Linked DNA regions of Mus musculus: region 1 is linked to region 2. Evidence: chromatin contacts called from public Micro-C data. All regions are on one chromosome and are shown on one strand. The core of a region is the stretch at or near the end of the contact, and the rest is flanking DNA. Distances in the headings are between cores, read along the strand shown.

Region 1 (5,271 bases), core at 1,444-3,943, 70 kb before region 2:
GGGCACAGAAAGTGGGTTGTTTGAGAGAGAGAGAAAGAGGGAGAGGGAGAGAACAGCTGGTTTTATTATTTTAATATATATATATATATATATATATATATATATATATATATATATATATATATTTAATATATGTAAGTACACTGTAGCTGTCTTCAGACACTCCAGAGGATGGCATCAGATTTCGTTATAGATGGTTGTGAGCCACCTTGTGGTTACTGGGATTTGAACTCAGGACCTTTGGAAGAGCAGTCGGCGCTCTTAACCGCTGAGCCATCTCACCATCTCACTTTTTATTCTTAAGGACCTGGCACGGCCAAAGTTACTTCACTGGAGCAATAGGAGTTCACAGATGGTTCTGCCTTGTTTCTGGGACCATTTGTTCATTCACCCACTCACTCATGCATTCATTCATTCGTTCGTTCGTTCATTCGTTCATTCATGCACAGAATCACATGATAATTGCCTTAGCTCCCTTTGGGAACTGTGGCCACAGAGAAGGCCCCCAGGGTTGCATTTTTGGATGGTGACAGAGAGAAAGCTGAGGGATGTGAAAGTGGGGACTTCCATTTTCTGAGCCTGAAGGGGGTCTTGCACCAAGCTTATGGGGCAGGGACTGGGGTACAGACAGGAGGAAACAAAGGCTGTCCGGGTGGCAACGTGACATTGGGTTCAGGGTGCAAAAGGCAAGCTGTGTGCCAGGCTACCGTGCCTGTGGTTGGTCTAGAGAGGACCTCAGAGGAGGGTGTGGGTGCCGATTGACATGCAGAATGCACACAGGTGGCTCGGATGTGAGGTAGCCCAGTCTGTTCCCCAAACCAGTGGCTTCCACTTTCTCAGCTCAATATGCAAAGGTGCCAAGACATCCTTAGTCCTGACATTAGAGTGATGATCCCATGTAACCAACCCACCCCAGAACAATCTAGAGCCTTCTGCTCTAGGAAATAAAGCATCTTTCTCCACCCCCTCCTTCTTCCAAGGAGATAAACCTTCTCCTTGGTCAGGAACTTAGAGACTCAGCTCCCCTCCCCCAGCCCTCCTTCCCCCCCACCCTGCACAGCCCTTTGGTTCTGCCACATGAGCCATGGTCTCCTAGATGAGACCCTCGTTTCTTTTGCACGCTTAAAGAGTGTTAGTTCATCAGCAAACCTGACCTTCAAGTCACTGAAGATAAAGGTTACTGCAGATAAAATTTCCATATTAGCAAAAGAGTCCCCGGGGACTCACGGGAATCCCAAGCCTCCATCCCCCCTGAATATGAGTGGGGATGAGAGCCCCTGAGGAAGAGACATGAAAAACATTGTGCTAAGAAGTCAGAGTTCCTCTCCCAAACTCCCTCACTCCCCCCCCCCCACACACACACAACACATCTCACAAATCGATTGGTTGCACAGGCGAAGAAAAAAATCTCAAAGCCCTACAGCTGAGAGAAGACAAAATAAGGCGTGGTAACAAGGTCCCCCAAATTAAACTACATGGCCAGGAGCAACCAGGGAAAGAAAATGCATGCAGTGGCCAGGGTAGGAGCCTATGGGGACACAGTAGAGGCCAGAGTTCCACGTTTTCCTCCTTGATTCCATCTGCATAACGTGGAAATGGATCCCTTGCCTTAGTCTCCAAACCATTGCCCTAAGCCCACGGGAAGTCTGGCTAGCAGCAGGAGCCGAGACACATGACTTTAACCTTCTGGGGCCTTGGAGGTGGCTGCAAAAGTGTGTGCTGGGGGCAGGGAGGAAGAAAGAGCCAGCGTGGATGGGAACCGCTGGGCGCAACACTGCACAGGCAGAGTGGACAAAAAGCTAAAACTCTAGTCTTTGAATCTGGAGAGCAGGAGAAAACAGGAGCTCTTATTGGTGGTTGTCAAGGAGATGGGCCTTGGGGTTTGCTGAACTTCTTCAGTGTCCTGCCTCCCTCCGGAGCTGAGAGAGGCCATTGAGTGCCCGCCAGGCCTCAAGGCCGAGGGGTCAGGTGTAGACCCCGAGCTGGGGGAGGATCTGGGCTAGGGAGACCGCGACGCCACGGTTCTCCCGCCTCGCTGGGCCTGTCACCCGAGGATCTGGGCTTCGCAGAGCAACAAGAGCCTGGGTAGAGAGAGGTCACTCAATCCGGCCTGGTCGCGCGTCCATTCACTGGGAGAACGGTTCTAGGCGCGACACGCGCCTGTCCAAGACAAACACTCCTATAACCATTGTCCTTCGGGGCAGTACTGAAAAGTTCCTTTGATTTTGTACGCAAATTCTGAAGCTATCGTCCAGAGCTTTCACTGCTGACTAGTGTGTGGCTGTCCCCAGCGGCACTTGGCATCCAGTAGCGGCTCAATAAATTCCTATGTATTGGCTGCGTGCTCTTAGCATCTTCTTCACCATCCCTGGGTGCCTCTGGGCCTTTCTTCACCTCTACTCCCCCAACAGAGTGTGTGCATATCTGAAGGGAAACAGACACCCTGGACCTCGGGGATCAGCACACAAAGAGGGACTGGGGAAGAGCAGCCTGCGGCCCAGTCCAGGCCCCGGGTGACACCCTGTACCGCGACCCCAGCTCTCTCGGCTCCCACCCCCCACCTGCCGCCGGCCCCGGGAGAGGAGGCGGGCCCAGACGCCCGCAGGCCACGCCACCCGACGCCCACTGGACGGCCTCCCGCGGAGCTCCGCCCCCCACGGCCGCGGGCCAATGAGCGCGCGGCTGTCAGCTTGTCCTGCGCGCCGGCTATGTGGCTGGGAGCCGGAGCGGTAGCGGAGCTCGCTGCAGACAGGAGCGCTCGCGGAGCGGTCGCTCCGAGCGTCCCGTGCCCCGCACGCCAGCACCCGGCGCGGCCCGCAGCGAGCATGGGCGCGGCGGCCGTGCGCTGGCACTTGTACCTACTGCTCGCTCTGGGAGCGCGCGGGCGGCTGGTGGGGGGCAGCGGGCTGCCAGGTAAGCGCGAGGACCCAGGGGGATGAGGGCGCGCGGGGTCCTACAGGCTGCCACCCCGCGCCGTCGGAGGCCGCCCAGCGCCGGATCCTGCCTCCTTGCAAAGTAACTTCTGCGATCGCCCGGGGCGCCCGGGGCCGGCGGGGGCGGGGTGGACTGAGGCCCCGGGAGGGGAAGCGGGAGGCCAGAGGAAGAAAGGAAGCGCGACGGCCGCCTGCGGGGCCCGGCATGCGTACGGAGACGGGCGGGGACCCCCGAACCGAGAGCGGCGCTCCCCCGGGGCCAAGGACTGGGCAGCTGCCGCGTAGGAGATACCCGGAGGTGGTCAGAAAGGACGCGCTGAGACTGGAGGGAAGGTGGGAAGATAGAGGGACAGACGGACAGGAGCCGAGGCGTAGTGGGAACAGACAAAAGGGCCCAGGAAGAAGCCCTCAGAAAGACAGCCGCGGGAGGGAAGAGGGGAGAGGAGGCAAGGGAGGGGAGCGAGGAGGCAGTGGACAGCGGAATGGAGAAAGGCAGATCAAAGGACAGAGAGGAGGAGACAGATGGACACCAGACAGAGAGACGGGAGGACTCGGAGGGGCGTCGCCGAGGGAGGGGGCCGAGTGAGAGAGGAAGGATGGAGATGTCTGGGAAGAGATGGACAGATGGACTGTCAGACAGGAGGGGGAGAAAAGACGGACAGACGTAGGGAAGGAGGTGGATGAGAACACGAATAACAGAACAGACATCAGAGAGAGGGGGCCGGAGGCACAGGCACAGCCTTTGGTCCAGGCAGAAGGAACTGCTAGGTGGGGGTGTCCCTCCGTGATCTGAGTTTCCCGGAAGGGGCTTCCGGGCAAAGCTGCACACCGAGTCTCTCTTTTCACATTCTTCCTTGTTCTCCTTGGAGAGGGCGAGGAGGTTCCTGCCTGTCTTGCTCTCCGGAGAGTCCCACAGAGATCCAGTGCTAGGGAGTTTATGCTAGTCCATGCTACTCCATTGGCGCTGAGTTTTCTTCCATGCGCCCATTCCAGAAGCTGGGTCCTGTTGAGGATACTAGACAGTCCGTGGGCATTTCTCCCAGGTGTTGGGGGTCCTCACTTTTGTGGGACTATCCTGTGTACCTCTCCCTTCCTCTCTGTCCCTCCTAGTGTCTATCCTCTTCTGCCTTTCCTTACCCTCTGTGGAAGTCTGGTGACTCTGGAGCCCTAACAGCTGAATAAGAAAACCAGAGTTGAAGTGAGCAGCCTATATCTGAGGGTTGCACAGGGATCTGCAGTCTGGCTCAGCCAGGCTACCTTGCTTCCAGGCCAAGTTTATAGTTTGAAAGGCAGACAGCCCCAGCCACCCCTTCCCAAGTTCTGTGTTCCATCCTATGTAGGTGCGAGATAGAAGGGACCCCAGAACCCCAGGAAACTTCCTGACCCTCACTCTCATTCCCTGACCATTAGGAAGTGGAAAGATGAGCCGCTCTTAGAGGTGTCCCATATGGTCTGGCCATCTCTGGCATCCTACCCTTGAAGTAGTGGGTCCCTCAGTGACCAGCTCTCCAGAGAGCCCCTCCCTCTGGCCTCCCTACTGGCCTTGGCTTGTGCTCTCTGGTTTACTATACTGCTTGGTTCTTGCCTCCTGCCTCTGAGCAACTGCAGAGGTGGACCACACACTTGAGCAGAGGTTGCTAGCCTCAGGAGGGATGCTACATGTGTGTACATGTGTGTATCTGCCTTTTGCATGTGTTTTCATGTGCAGGGAAGACTCTCATGTGCTTCTTTCCAATGCCTCTCTCCCCTCTGGTGAGCCGGTATCAGGGAGTCTGGAGTAAAGAAGAGGGGTGGAGCACAGAGCTAGAGCCCAGGGTCCAGCCAGAAGATAAAAAAAATTCAAAGTGGACATTATTGAGTGAGGCCAGATGGATAAAGAGATGGGGACATTTGGAGCTTCCCAGGGGGACTGTCCTCAGGGCAGCTGCTGAAAGTCCCTTGTCTGCTCACCTGAGTCCTTCCGCCTGTCCATCTGTGTGGTGCTCCCAGCCAGCGGGAAGGAGGGGGATGCCCAGACGAGCTCATTCTAGGATGGAGCCTAAGCCAGTAAACAAGCAAGTGAAGGGGTGGAAAGGGACAGAGAGAGAGAGAGAGAGAGAGAGAGAGAGAGAGAGAGAGAGAGAGAGAGAGAGAGAGAGCAGCTTTCTGGATTTATGTGCTAGTGACAGGAGGGAGGGTGCACCAGAGCCCTCTGAGCCTGGATGATGCTGAAGGTCTAGAGGCTGAGCTATGAGTACTGGCTATCTGAAGCCTGGGTTGGCAGAGGGAAAGAAAGGCAGATCCATAGACTCTACTCTGGGTTGGAGCCTAGGGGATGATCCTTCCCACAGTTCCACTG
Region 2 (4,983 bases), core at 62-2,561:
AGATGACTTGGAATACCAAAAAAAGAAAAAAAAGAAAGAAAGAAAGAAAGAAAGAAAGAAAGAAAGAAAGAAAGAAAGAAAGAAAGAAAGAAAGAAAGAGGAAAAAAAAAGAAAAGCGAGGTGGTTGCACATATCTTTAATCCCAGCACTCAGGAAGCAGGGAGGGACAGGTGAATCCCAGTGAGTTTGAGGCCAGCCTGGTCTACAGAGCAAGTTCCAGAACAGCTAAGGCTACACAGAGAAACCCTGCCTTGAAAAAATAAAAAATAAAAAGATGGCTTGGAAGAGCAAATCCCCAGATATATCTAGACTCACAGTAGTGTCTGCCTGCCGTCCCAGTGTTTCTGTAGTGAGATGAGAGGAGGAGACAGGAGAGTACCTAGAAGCTCCTGGGTCAGCTAACATGAGATACACAGTGGTAAACAAGAAGAGACCCTTCCTCCAACAAGGCAGAAGACAAGGATCAGCATAAAGGTCTGGGGAGGGCTGGGGAGACCTGCGTGAGCCCCAGGCTCACTTGTGTTTCAAGGACCTAGGACTCTAGAGTTGGTCAGGAGCCCAGGCTGGGCCCAGAAACTTCTAGACTGGTGCGGAGAGGCTGCAGGGCTCTGTACCCCAATCTCTTACCCCTCCAGAGTCTAGGCTCCTTTTCAGAGATGAGGGGCATTCCTTTATCCATCTTCCCAGAGTCCAGCGTGCTGAGCCAGAGGCACTGTCTATGGTACTCTTGATGCCTTGTTCCAAGATCCCCCTGTGCCCTCCCTGGAGAGAATTCTCAGTTAAAAAACAAGACAAAACAAAACAAAACACAAAAACATAACGACCAGCCTGAGGTTGTCCCATCCCCTGGGAACCCTAAGCTTCTGTCCCTATGAGGGAATGCTGGGTTGGGGAAACTTGGGGCCTGTGACCACCATCCCTAAGTGGAGAACGGACAGACTTCATGGAGGAGATCCTGTGGGCCATCTGACATCCCTGGAAGTTGGGTCAAGAGGAGGACACCACCGAGAGGTTCTGATGTTGAAGACTGTGTGAGATGCCAGAGAGATACCCGCCCTATCCAGTAAATTCTCACCCTTCTCTTACCTGCTATGGAGATTACATTTGTCCAAGGTCCAGGGGCTCTTGGGACAAGTAAGCCCAGAGGGTCATGATAACTCCTTCCTAAGGAGAAACATATGAGGAACGTGTCTGCAGAGGGAAGCCATTCCCATGATGTCACCTCCAGGGACCTCTCTCCCTTCCCAGCCATCTGAATGGATCTACTAAATAATAGGCATGACTAACTCAAACTCTCAGCTCTGGAATTCGATGCTTTTCTAATCAGGCCTGGCCTCAGAATGACTTCATAAGTAGATAACGCATGTAGACAGAGTATAGACATCCAGCCAAGGTCTCTAGGATGATATGTTGTCCTGACAGTCACCTTGGCCACCTCGAATAATGAAGCAGTTTCCCAGAGGCCTGGGGAGAGATCTGACTTAGATCCTTGACCTCTTCTGGTGGTCTCCCTCCCGCTAGACAGTGGCAGTCTTCGTTTAAATAAACTTGAACTTACCATTTTCCTACCTCAGACTAGCTCCTTGCGCAGTCCCTTTTCCATGGATGCAGGCAGCCGGGAGCATCTGAGCTGAAGGACCCTAAGTCCTCCAGCTACAGGCATCACTGACCACATGATGTAGGTCGTTCTCAGCATACACCCCAGGCGACACTAATTTTCTTAAGTTCTGTCTATCTGGGCATTGCTGAGTTCCAGGGTAAGGGTCAGGGCAGTGAGGAAACAGAGCTTGAGATACCTCACAACTAGGACCAGGGGGACCGGGGGTATCCGTAGAGACATCTCTCTACCTGTGCCAAGACACAGGCAGTGGAGAGAGAGGAGAGATAGTAAGAACTAAGAAAATGGATATTACTTTGAACCTCATCTGTAATCTCCCCTACAATTGACCCTCTATGTCCTAATGTTGTTAACAGACATCTACCTCAATGGGACCGATGGGGTTAAAGTGTCTTGCATGTGTATCTAGCCTTTCCCTTTTTCCCATGTGAGGCTCAGAGTCTACTTTTGGGCTCTCCCCATTCACCTCTATAGACCAGCTTTCCTACCTGACACCCTGAAGGGGCTCAGGGACAGAGATGCATCTCTGCTACCCTCTGTCTTCAAAATGCCGTTCCCTAGCCACCTCAAACTTTTACTTCACCACACACACACACACACACACACACACACACACCCCAAAAAGCAAACCAGTGCCTGTAAACTAACAATGTCTGTTGTTGTTCTGTTTATACACACGTGTATACACTTTGGGACTAACTAGTAACCTGTAACTATGGAAACGGAGGCTGTCAGCACAGCTGCGAGGACACGGACACGGGCCCCATGTGTGGCTGCCACCAGAAGTACGCCTTACATGCAGATGGTCGGACGTGCATCGGTAAGTAGGCACTGTAACCTGGTACCACTCTGTGCCATACTGCCCCTGCAGGTACCTTGTGTGGTTCCCCCAGTTCTGGAGGAAACAGAAGGGAGACAAGAAGAGGAAGCAGCCACAAGGCCAATGGGAATGGCAGGCATCCCAAAGGCAGCTTCTATGAGGATTTATCTTGGGTCCCTTGGTCCCATGGGACCAAGTACCCTAGGGACATCTAGGTTGGGTCTCCCAATTGTCTGCTTCAGCTTGGGGGTATCTTCTGTCCCTAATGCCCTGGAATTTTCTTACATGGAGAACCCTTAACAGCCGCACTGAGTCTGCGTGAGAACTTGTAGGTCCGGGCGCTGTTGGCAGCCATGCGGAAACGGAGTTTCCTGGCACATGGCTCCCTGTGAGGGTGGAGGTGTGCACCCTGCGTGGGGTGTGCGTGCTTGGGACTGCTTCTCATTCTGAGCTGGCCGGCTCTCCCTCGGACTCCCTCACCCTCCTGAAGTCCCCTCTCCTCAGCATTGCTCCTGTCCTATCACCTGCTTGCTCCCTGGAGTCCCGAGTGAGACTCGGCTACTTCTTTCTTCCAGGCCCATGTTCCCACGGGCAGCTTGAACACTTGTGGTTATTTTGTGCAATGATTACTAATACGTTTTTTCCTCCTGTTCAAAAATAATAGCAAGATTTAAAAAATAATAATAATAAGAGAAAAGAATTCAGGCTTTGGAGCCAAAATGTCTTCTTATTAAGACCCAACTTGAGTCGGTGGGAATCATGTTTGATTCTTCTTTGATAAGGCCCCATTTCTTATGATCAACTGGCGGGGTGTTTCTTGAGGGCCTTTTGAGTGACAGAAAGGTGTTGGGGGAACCCATGTATGTATCTGTGTCCCCAAGCTGCTATCTTATCCCTTCCCCTGTCGCTGCTCCTTGGTGTCTTGGAAAGCTGGGTGCGAGGCTGGGAAGGGACCCCAGGCTATCCCCTCTGTGGTTGGGGGCTATCCTGCTGCCTGTGGTGGCTCTCCTCTCCTCTGTGTGGTCTCTTCACTCAGACAGCCATCCTTGATTTCGTTTTACCTCATCCCCTGCTGCTTCTCTCGTGATGGTCCCTGATTGCCTGTCTTGTCTGACAACTGACATTCATTAATCATTTCTCAGAGCCAAAAGCCAAAATCAAACCAACCAACCAACCAACCGAAATAATAATAATTAAAAGCCAAAGCAGGTCTCAGACCAGTGTCTCTATTGCAGCCTGATCCCATCTAGAACCTCCTGTCCTCTGACCTCTCTCCCGTGGCTGTCCTGCCCAGAGCTCCCTTGAGCTGCTCCGGTCTCCCCTCTGTCTCGTCTGTCCCATTACCCCGTGTCCAGTCGAGCCTGCCCTGCAGCCGCTGGACCAGCACAGACAGCTGCTGGGAAGATGAACTCCAGCCTGGGTCTAACCCTTCTTGCCCGTGTCTTCCTCACTCACCCCTGTCTCTTCTTATTTTCATTTTTTTTAATGTCTGCTGCATGTGACAGTCCCTGCTTGGATCTCTTTCCCAAGCCACACATTTCCTGTCCATCCCCTCTTGTTAGAAACCATCCCCCACCCACCCACCCAGCTCCAACCACTGTGGCTTCAACTCTTGGCCAGGATGAGAAACCTCCTGTCCCGCTTTGCTCCCTGTCACCAGGCCCAGCAAAGCTTCTTGGCACAGCTTGGTGCCCAGTGGCTGGAGGCTCCCTGGCCGGCCTGAGCCGTTTCCCTCCCGCACGCTCCTAAAATGACGGCTCCTTCTCTGCAGTCCCTTGTCAAGCACTTGAATGCTTAGCTCTGGTCCTCTAGACAAGCAGGCAACCAGTGCTGCCCAGATCCCTGGATTTTCTGTCTGTCCAATGGGATCCAGCGTTCCGTGTGTATGTATGTGTACGTTTCTCTGTGAGTCTCGTTCTTAATTTTGCATGAGTGGCAGCATCCTCGTAACAGGGCATCTGCTGTCGCAGGTATATCCATCACCAGATCTCGCAAACCTGTCCCTTTGTCCCGTGCTTCATGTCCCACATGCTTGAGCCCACGGGGACCTGTAACCGCGTCTCTCTGTGAGCCTATGGCATGCTGTCTGCTTCCGTGTCCTCCACACGGGCTTCCTGCTCTGACCTCAGCCGCCCTCCCTGCCTGTCTGCACATGGGCCCCGTGTGCCGGCTGTGTCCGGGTCTGTGTCGTGGCCACCTTCTTCGTCTGCATGCCGCCCCTCCCACCCTTGCTGCTACTCTGTTTTACCCTGAGCACACCTGCCTGGAAGTTCCTGGGATGAGCCCTTGGCGAGGGCACCGCGCTGGCCCGGCATGCTGTGTTGGCTTTGTGTGCGCCACGCCAAGAGGCTGACTGTCTTGGGCCGCGGGAAGTGGGCTCTCATTAACCACTGGCTCCGTGTTTGTCCCTTACTTGTGTTCTAGAGAAGGATGAGGCTGCAATTGAGCGCTCTCAGTTCAATGCCACGTCAGTAGCTGATGTGGACAAGCGGGTGAAACGGCGGCTCCTCATGGGTAACACTTTTCTTCCACCTCCTTTGTTCTC

The links. Hi-C and Micro-C count contacts between places; a contact is called where the count stands out from the background.
Region 1: a contact with region 2 is called in a Micro-C map of granulosa cells, with 2.7 times the contacts expected there. The contact joins the promoter of Scube1 here to the enhancer-like site in region 2. A contact is called at or near these places in 12 of 39 promoter capture datasets (the 3T3-L1 cell line, 3T3-L1-derived adipocytes, cranial neural crest and 7 more), 3 of 15 datasets of contacts at CTCF or cohesin (CD8 T cells, liver and pro-B cells), 71 of 484 Hi-C or Micro-C datasets (B cells, the HL-1 cell line, the MC3T3-E1 cell line and 41 more), 15 of 115 datasets of contacts at active chromatin or transcription factors (astrocytes, bone marrow-derived dendritic cells, craniofacial prominence and 10 more) and 4 of 9 other capture datasets (adipose tissue, embryonic stem cells, liver and 1 more).

Annotation. Positions count from the first base shown.
Region 1 is chr15:83,722,461-83,727,731 of GRCm38.p6, reverse strand. It overlaps Scube1 (signal peptide, CUB domain, EGF-like 1), which reads left to right and starts at 2,693. Exons shown (of 22, transcript NM_022723.3): 1 at 2,693-2,913. The coding sequence starts at 2,826.
Region 2 is chr15:83,651,624-83,656,606 of GRCm38.p6, reverse strand. Scube1 (signal peptide, CUB domain, EGF-like 1) reads left to right here. Exons shown (of 22, transcript NM_022723.3): 6 at 2,322-2,438. Among named protein-coding and RNA genes, the nearest start is that of Gm52183, 40 kb to the left of the region's middle. Within about 2 kb of position 1,311, at least 3 of the 459 cell types and tissues checked have an H3K27ac peak or open chromatin away from gene starts, as enhancers often do. A contact at or near this core is called in granulosa cells, where this site is marked.